Regions from separate parts of the Mus musculus genome. Here region 1 is linked to region 2. Evidence: chromatin contacts called from public Hi-C data. All regions are on one chromosome and are shown on one strand. The core of a region is the stretch at or near the end of the contact, and the rest is flanking DNA. Distances in the headings are between cores, read along the strand shown.

What was found. Hi-C and Micro-C count contacts between places; a contact is called where the count stands out from the background.
Region 1: a contact with region 2 is called in a Hi-C map of muscle stem cells, with 1.6 times the contacts expected there. The contact joins the enhancer-like site here to the promoter of Hacd1 in region 2. A contact is called at or near these places in 5 of 39 promoter capture datasets (3T3-L1-derived adipocytes, the HPC-7 cell line, fetal liver and 1 more), 1 of 15 datasets of contacts at CTCF or cohesin (CD8 T cells), 5 of 484 Hi-C or Micro-C datasets (colon epithelium, embryonic stem cells, liver and 2 more), 3 of 115 datasets of contacts at active chromatin or transcription factors (embryonic stem cells and heart atrium) and 3 of 9 other capture datasets (adipose tissue, liver and pancreatic islet).

Annotation. Positions count from the first base shown.
Region 1 is chr2:14,112,691-14,117,410 of GRCm38.p6, reverse strand. It overlaps Stam (signal transducing adaptor molecule (SH3 domain and ITAM motif) 1), which reads right to left. Exons shown (of 14, transcript NM_011484.3): 3 at 1,519-1,594; 4 at 1,338-1,433; 5 at 1-22. Among named protein-coding and RNA genes, the nearest start is that of Stam, 41 kb to the right of the region's middle. Within about 2 kb of position 2,275, at least 3 of the 459 cell types and tissues checked have an H3K27ac peak or open chromatin away from gene starts, as enhancers often do. A contact at or near this core is called in muscle stem cells, where this site is marked.
Region 2 is chr2:14,053,167-14,057,767 of GRCm38.p6, reverse strand. It overlaps Hacd1 (3-hydroxyacyl-CoA dehydratase 1), which reads left to right and starts at 1,733. Exons shown (of 7, transcript NM_013935.3): 1 at 1,733-2,037. The coding sequence starts at 1,901.

The DNA of each region.
Region 1 (4,720 bases), core at 1,026-3,525, 59 kb before region 2:
TTTCACATACTTTAGGATGACCCTAAGGAACAAGAAAGAAAAAATGATAAAGCACAAGTTTTATGGTACAGTTAATTTTCTACTACAATAGACTATATATGTGGAAAAAAACCAACATCTATAAAGTAATTAACATTAACTTTCTTACCATAAAAAAAGAAACGTATTATTGCCTACATCTCATTTAACAGGTACATTAAATGTGTAATAACTTACTCCAGAAATCAGAATGATGGGATTTTTCAGTGTAATTATATACAGCAGGACAACAAAGAAAAATTACATATTTCCATTGCTATTTGTATTCCATTGCCATTGATATTTTTTAAAAACTGCAAGGCGAATATAAACCACTAACAACTGCTAGCATAAGCTGATATTCCTGAAACTGAGTGCTTCTTAGTTTAGAATCACAACCAGCCCAGTCTTGGCTTGGGGGCAGTTCCCAGTAAGAACTTCTTTGCCACAATATTAGGGGCAACTCCTTCTAAAGATCTGGCCCAACATAGTAGTAATACAGTAGGACAGCCAGTCATGTAGTATCCCTGGTTACATAAGATGAAGACTTAATAGGACATTAAATTCTAGCAGTTTCCTCTGAAGGATTCTACATTAGGGAAATGCTTTCATGGGTACAAAAATGGTACCAAAAAAAGGACCTAGAAGTACACTGGTATTTCATTACATTAAATAATAGAGAGCTACTTGAAGCAATTCCATTAAAGTCAGGAACAAGACAAGGCTGCCCATTCTCCCGATATCCACTCAATATAGTACCTGAAGATTTAGCTAGAGCAATTAAGACAACAAAATGAGATCAAGGGGATACAAATTAGCAAAGAAAAAGTCAAGGTATCATTATTTGCAAATGATATGATAGTATACATACATAAACAACCCCCAAAATTCTACCAGAGAACTTCTACAGCTGATAACTTCAGCAAAGTTGCTGGATATAAAATTAACTCAAACAAATCATTAGCCTTTCTTCATACAAATGATAAACAGGCTGAGGAAAAAAAACAGGGAAATAACTCCCTTCACAATAGCCACAAATACTATAAAATATCTTCGGGTAACCCGGAATGTATCTTTTCATATCAAATGAAAACACAGAAAAATCCTAAACCTACTACTGTGTGGCCTGCAGAAGAACTACCCCCCCCCCCCCAAAGAAGTTCATGTGGATCTGTAGTCTTTTCAAGGAAACGCAGTTCTTACAGTCTAGGAAACACACACATACACAAACGTTCTTTGGAATTTGAAATGGGAAGAACGTAGCAATAAAAAACACAAAGAAAGACGACTTCTTGACTTCTAGACATGATGCTCCTTACCTTATTTAATACATTGCTTACTTCACTAGCAAAGTCTCTTGAACATACTTCTAAGTGAAAAATTTTGCCACAGTTTGATACACATGCTCCCAGAAGCTGCAAGGATAGAGTGAGGAATTAAAAAGGTTCAATGCTGAGAGCTAATCAAGTAGTGCTGCTTACTGAAAACGAAGCTACTTACAGTTAAGGCTTGCATAGCAACATGGGGGTCTTTATGGTTCACTCTTCTCATAATGGAACGAAGACAATCTTTAGGTCTAAAAAATGAGAAATTTAACAATAAAACATCGAGGTCCCTCCAATCAGTGTACAAATGGGAAGGTATTATACAAGGGGTTGATTATTAATGACATCTGCAAACAATATGCTAGGTCCTTTAAGCTTTCCAAAGGTAACACATGTTCTTGCTTAGCAGACATAGGTGAAGCACTTCTAGTTAATTCTGCAGTAAGAACTGTGGGTAAATGGAAGGAAGGCTAAGACATTTCAAGTCTGACAAAATAAATGAAGCAAGATTTATATTCCTACTATAAACAATTACACAATTAGAAAATACATATGGGATATGTATTGAGCAATGTTGCCCCATATTTTGGGTAGTGACAGGTGCTTTTCCTCTGGTCCCGGCCCACACAGAGCCTGCTCGACTTGCTCGTCACAACTGTGAGCAAGGGAAAGGTGATGATCAAAAGCAGACAGGTCCAAGGAGATGCAACAGGAATTGGTGAAGTAATACAATCAGGCAAGGAGAATAATCATGGGGTGGGAAAGGATGCTCCAGCCTAAGTCTTGTTTACAGTAATGCAGGAGTGACCGTGGTCTTCCTAATGAGGAATAAGTGCAGACAGGGATAAGAGAGCCACCAAGAGAACGAAGCACTGTCATGGAAAGGAAACCTCAGGAGCTATGACATAAGAAACACATTCGGCAGCTTTTTGTACCAGAGCTAAATGGCCAATTTTCTGCTCCAAGCTGTTGAAAAATGACTGTGTCACAAACTCAGTGAGCAACCCAAAGAGAATTTTAGGCTAACTACCAGATAACAGAAACAGAAAGCTTCACACATCCAGACCAACATTTAGTTCTTGGAATTTTTATTATGGGCAGAAGTTCTGGTTATGTAAAGCAATGAAGAAAACAGCTGGACTTCGTTTTCCGTTCCTGAGGTGCTAGAGACTGATCATAGGACTTTCATGATAGAGAGAAGCACTCTATCACTGAGATACATCCCAGTCTACATTTGTTTTATTTTCTATTCTATATTTCTCTACTTCATTTTTCTCTCAATCCATTATTTTAAAACTACAACAAATGAAAAAAAAAATAAGCGGATGTGCACGTAGGTCAATGACAGAGTGCCCCGCATGACCTGAATTTGATCCCATCCTTGAAATTAATTAATTAACTAATTAATTAATATTGAGGTATTTGCGGACATTAGGCTAGACAGTAATGAATAATAATTCACAAAGAGGAAACAAGTCAGATAAGCCACAAGTTTGTGTCAACTTCCTGCCCCCAGATGCTTTCCATACTTTAGTGCACACTAAATTCCAGAATTTGAGAGATGATCTAAGCCAAAGTGCACCTGCCACATGTGCACGAAGCCCTGAGCTCAATGACCCAGCCAGCATAGCAAATGTGCCGAAGTCTAAGGACCCGTCTTGAAAACAAGGTAGAAAGTGACTAGAAAAGATACCTGACACCAACTTCTGGCCTCCACATGCACGCCCACACGTATACATCATATACATGTGAACACACATGTACAAAACACACACAGATTATAAAAAGTTAGACAATTAATTAGAATAAACTAGATTTCTCAATCTGCTACAATGTGAGCTGCTTCACTTTCCCCTACTCTGACAGACTGAAACCTATGAAATTATGAACTTATGAAATTAGCGGTGGGATTGTTGATATGAGTTTTTTTTTTTATATGATTTAGAACTCATTACAGATCTGTGGGGGAAACTTGAAAAAGCTTGAAGATATATAAGTTAAGAGAGTTCTGCAATGCTGTAAGCAGAGCTCAATGGGAAGCTCAGATGTGTGCTTAGAATGCTAACAGAATATAGACAGTACAGGCTCTTCTCAAGATGCTTCAAACAAGAACTAAGGACTCCACAGGCTATGGAGTCAGAGGTCATTTGTGTTACATTCTGGCAAAGAACTTGCTATATTTAGTCTTATCCTGAGGCTTTATGGAAGGTTGAACTTCAAAGGTGTGGAGTAATCTGCTTGAGGATATTTCAAGCCAGGCCACCATTTAGGCTGTATCATGATTAGTGATGCTTTTAGCCAAATTTACATAGAGTCACAATGGAAAACACAACAGAAAGGCCTGGAAAGTTTGCAGTTTGCTCAGAAAGAAATTGTGGGCAAAGTTGAGGCCAGAAAACTGTGGTTACTGGAGAGATTGAAACCATTAAAAAATTAGACCCATATTCTACATCAGTACAGTAGGGAAAATGCTTAAACGACTCTGAAGGAGTCACACCATACCCTGCATTTGACTCTCTTTTAAGAAAAGAGTTCTAGGGCATCCTGCTCACTGAAGGCAGCCCAGGAAACCTCACCATACATATAAACACTCTATGCCTATGGTCCAAGGGGATCCAACCACGCTTCAAGCTGGCAAAATTCCTTAGCGTTGTTCACATTGGTGATGGTTTTGCAAAGAAACTAAATCTGAGAATTATATGGTCATGAAGGCTTCCCTATAGATTTGAAAGGAATGCTTGGGAAGCCAGGGAAAGAGTCAAGATCCCTGAAGACTGTAATTTGTGCACCTGTGACAATGGGACCTGAATAACAGCAATGCAGATACCTAGGAAGTCAGTGATGCAAAGAATGTGGGATGAATGTCAAGGTGAGCCACAAGCAGTAAGTGGAGTCAACCCAAGAAAGAGGCCATGGAGGCAGTAAAGCAAAGGCCATGAGGTGGGGCTTACCATGAATGGGAGAAAATATTTCCTAGATATACATCTGACACACGGTTAATAAACAGAATATATAAGAATTTTTTTAAAAAACCTAAACATTAAGAAAAGCTGATTAAAAATGAGGTATGGAACTAAATAAAGAGTTCTCAAGAGAAGAAACACATATGACCACTAAACACTTAATAGTTTTAAAAATAGTCTTAGCAATGAAGGAAATGTAGATTTCAACTACCTTAAAATTCCATTTCACCCTAGTCAGAACGGCCACCAAGAATAATGGCAACAAATGTTTATGCAGCATAGAACATCCTCTCACACTATTGGTAAAAATCTAAAATAGTGCAGCCACTTCAAAAAACAACTGGAGGGTCCTCATTAAACTAGAAATAACATTACCATGACTCATCTATACCACTCCTAGGCATATAACCAAAG
Region 2 (4,601 bases), core at 484-2,983:
CTCGGGTCCTCTGGAAGAGCAGCAGGCACTTTAAACTGCTGAGCTCTCTTCCTAGCCCCTGTCCTATCGAATTATAAAGACTCATCATATACTCTTGTTACTTGAATGTATGGTGAATATTCACTTTTAAAATTGTTTTTGGAATAGATTTTTACATTTTAATGTAAAATTTTAAGTCTTCTTTCCTTTCCTCTTTCCTTCCCTCCTTCCTTCCTTTCTTTATGATAGTTGTACCTAAGAAGTCTTTGCCTTTTTTCCTAACATCAGAGATTCTGTTTTCTTCTTGTTTCATATGCTTGCTTCTGTGTTTAATTCTATGATCACCTTGAAGTTAGCACATAGCCATGATGTAAGATTCATTTTTTCTGTGGTTGTCCAGTTGCTCCACTCATTGAAAAGATTAAAATTCCCACACTGAATTGCTTCAGGTTATGGTGTATTTGAACTCTGCAGTCACATTGGTCCACAATTCCCTTCTGCTTACTATTCTAGGTTGACCATTGTAGTTTCATAGTGAGGTTTATAATAAATAGGCTATGCACATGCTCCTAGTTCTTCCTATACATGTTCATGGATCTGTAGGTTTTAGCTTTTCAAATAAAACCTGCTGGCATCTGGAGAGAACTGACATTGTAACATTTTGAGATTTAGAGGCCTGTTGTGTCATATGGCAGTGATTTAATGTTCAGTGTACAGGGCCGGCACCTGCTTTAGTAAATTTATCCCTAGTACACTTTCCACTTGGAAGGTTTTACTTAACCCCACTTCCCCTGACATTTCTGAAACTGGACGGGTAATCCTCCCATTTCACATCCACAACAATGTGCACACCCAGGGGAGTTCATGGACAAACCTATAGTCATTTCTCCCCTCTGACAGTGTTGCCCTTTGCAAAATGTCTTTCTCTCATTATAAGCAAGATGCCTGAAAAGTACTAATATGCATACTTCAGTTGACAAACAGTATCAAGTCAGTACTTGATTTTGATGGATCATTTCCTTAACCCTATCTCTCTATGAGGTTTACCATTTTATTTTCTTTTGCAGAAATGTAGGCATACACAAACTTCTAAATTCCCAGACTGGTGGAGTCAGGAATTTGGGGGTTGAATTTCAGTAAACTGACTCTAGGCTGCTTGCTTAGCCACACTCTATAAAGGGAAAGGAAAGGGGGCTATTACCAGAATGGTTCTTGAGAAGAAGAGAGAAAAAGGGGAGATTAAATGTGGAGAGCCATTGGGCACTTCTTCCCAGCAGGACAGGAAACTTGTTAACACCATGGCTGGATTTCCTGTCAGTATCCTAACACCTATCCCTCTTTGCCTACGTCCTTTCTCCCAGCTTCCTTTAGAACAGATCTCTAGAACCCATGACATCCGTCTGACCCAGTAATGAAAGGCATGGGGCAAGGCTAGGCCGGAGTTGCTTCTCCAGAAACTCGGGAGAGCGAGCATTTGGTAGGGAGACCCTGCTCTCGGGGCAAAACCCCTGCCACCTCGGGTGCACTCGCTCTATCTGGACAAGGCTCTCCAGCGGGGCACCCACTGCCAGGGCGCACGTCGCTCGCGTCTCTCTAGGAAGAGGTCGCAGCCAGTGCGGACAGCTCTCCCGCGGGAGCGCGCCGCGTGACACTGCCTGGAAGCCATGACCCCGGCTGGCCCACCCCGGGGCTAGGGCCCTGAGCGCGCGCTCCCGAGAGGCGGCGCCGGGGCGGGGCGCGCGGCCGGGGGCGCGCTCCTCCCCCTCGCGGGAGGCCGGGCAGGCGGCGCCGACCCCCCGCGCGTCGCACATGGAGCGCTGGACCGAGGCGGCGGCCGCGGGCAGCGGCACTTCAGTGGCGCGCTCAGCCGGCCCCTCCCGCTCCTGTGCGCTGCTCCTCCGGGTCCGCGTGCGCGGTCACCATGGCGTCCAGTGAGGAGGACGGCACCAACGGCGCCTCCGAGGCCAGCGACGAGAAGGAAGCCGCCGGCAAGCGGAGACGCCTAGGCTTACTGGCCACCGCCTGGCTCACCTTCTACAATATCGCCATGACGGCCGGGTACGTGCGCGCGAAGGTCCTTCCACGCTCCGCAAGCACCAGTGCGGTCCCTCAGCGATCCGGGCTCGGGGACGCGGGGAGCGCGCTCTCGCGGGGCTGCTGGGGGTCGAGGGCGCGCGCACGGGGATGGAACGGAAGCGCACGGGGGAACTGTCAGGGGTCTAGGCGGAGGCGCGCGACGGTGGCGGGGGCTTTTGGAGCGAGAGCGCGCGTGTCGGCCAACTGGGGGTCGCGGCCCCGTAGGCGCACATGGAGCGGGACAGCGCGTGTGCCCGGCCACTTGCGATCGGAGCACTCTGGGAGAGTGGCCGGGGCGCAGAGAGCAAGAGCGCGCGTGCTGGGCCCTAGGTGGTCGCGGCGCGGCGGGGGCGCGCGGCGCAGTGGGGGAGGGGCGTAGCGGGGTTGAATGGAGCGGGGCGGGGCGGGGCGGCCAGCCGCCGCTCGCTGGGCATTGCCTAATACGGTGCACGGTGTGGCGCGGCGGCACGGGGCGCGGGCCGGAGGTTAAGTATAGACCCGGGCAGGAATGTGGGGCCGACCCACGGGGCAGGCGACTGCGGCTCGGCCGCCTCCGCCTGCTGTTGAAGAAACGGCCCGGTCTATTCACCCGAGCCGGGAGCTGTCCGCTGGCTGTGGGCACCGGACCCTGGCCGTGTGGTTCCTGGTGCTGTGGATTGCTGGGCAGTGTCTTCACCTACTGTTTTTTCTTCACCTACTGTTTTTGTTTTAAGCATGGCACTTAGAAATGCCCACTTGGGACTTTGTTTGAAACATCTGGAACAGGGCAGATAATCAGCATCTTTCTGGCCTTGTCCTTTCCAGATTACCGACTACCCACCCTACTCCCCATCTCTGGCCTCCCCCCAGACCTAGTGTGAGTAGGAAGTTAGGATCAAAGGGCTATCAAATGACTTATGGGTCTACTGTGACCGAAACCCATTATGAAAATGTCCTTTGCTGTCTTGCCTTTAGAAAGAGTTACTTTCTCAATATCTTCTCACGTTTTAAGTTAGAGGATTGTGAAGAAACCTTTAGTATTTAAAAGTCTCTGAAGCTTATAGAAAAAATGTGAACGTGTAAAAAAATGTGATTCTATTTAACAAATGTTCCTGTCGATCATCTAGTATATATTATACTACTGAACATCAAATATAATTAGTTCGTAGATATGTATTTATTGGGGGTTACTGTGTGCCAGGGACTGTGCTGGTTCCTTTGGCTGTCTTCTAATTTTTAGTTTTCTGCAATCCTGTGAGGGGTACAGAATAATATTTTAGAGTGAGGTATGGAGAGACCCCCAAGTCACTGGCTGGAGATCACAACCAGAAAGTGTCAGGCATGGATTTCCTCTGAGACTCACTCCAGAGTTGTGCAACCTCATCTTCTTGCTGCCCTGAATTCCAGACCTTTGAAAGTTCAGAAAAGCAAACAGCCTTAGAACAACTGGCAGATGGTTCAATGCCCACCATACTCTGTTGCCTCAAAATGCAGCAGGGTCTGGGAGCGGCCGGTTTCCTCTGAGACTTGCTCACCAAGTGAGTAAACGTTTTTGGAATACTCACCTTATGTTAGTTGATTGGCTGGCCCTTCCCTGTCCAGTCTGCTTTCCATTTTTAAGACCACGTTATTGTTTCAAAAATGAAAACTTGCTGCACAATCCCAGTTTAAGATCTTGATTGAGAAAGTTAAAATAATCCCCGGGTGGCCGGCTCCCATCCTAAGGAACTTGGGATGTGCTCATCGACAACCATTTTCACAGATTCCCGTACTACCCAGTTTACCTTTCCAGTGTTCTTGCCTTTGAAACCCCCTGACTCTGTTTTTCAGGATGCGTTTTACAGTTCTCTTTGTCTTTGCTGTTCCCTCTTTCTGTGATGTCATCCTTTTCTTGTGGCTGCAGCAGTACCTTTGAACTTTTCTAGGCTCCCCTGCCTAGAGGGGCTTTGTGTCCTCACACTTTAGTCCTGCTGTGCCCTCCTTTCTGCAAGCCAGTGCTTATTCTAAGTGTGTCTGTCTTTTTACTGAGAGGGACCACTGTTTATCAAGGCAGATTACCCAGTAGTTCTATGAGCCCCCATAGATAAGCTTTCATATTTTCTTATTTACCCTTCAGGTTTATGCCCAGGCACCTTCTGTGATGTACTAGCACACCCTGACTCTTTGATTTTTTTCCGTCCCACTTGTTGTCACTCAACCATACCATGATTGTACTAATTCTTCATTGTAAGTTCCAGGAAGTAATAAATACTTATTGAATGAATGAATGAGTGAATGGGTGATGAATATCTTATAGAACATTGGTGATGAATGTCTGTTGTATAAGGCCCTGTTTCCGCTTGATACTCAATTACGACATTCTAATTTTCAAATTATACTTTTTATTGTTATGTAAGACTGTATAGAAGAAATGTACAATTATTGATTAAGTCAGGCCCTATGGACATTTTAAAGTTCCCTTACCCTGACCCTTGGAATAATTAGTGGCTTTCGGCAAATCCAGAGTGGAGGCACCTTTAAAGGATGGAGAGATTTGTATTATATAAATATATAAGTTTATATATATA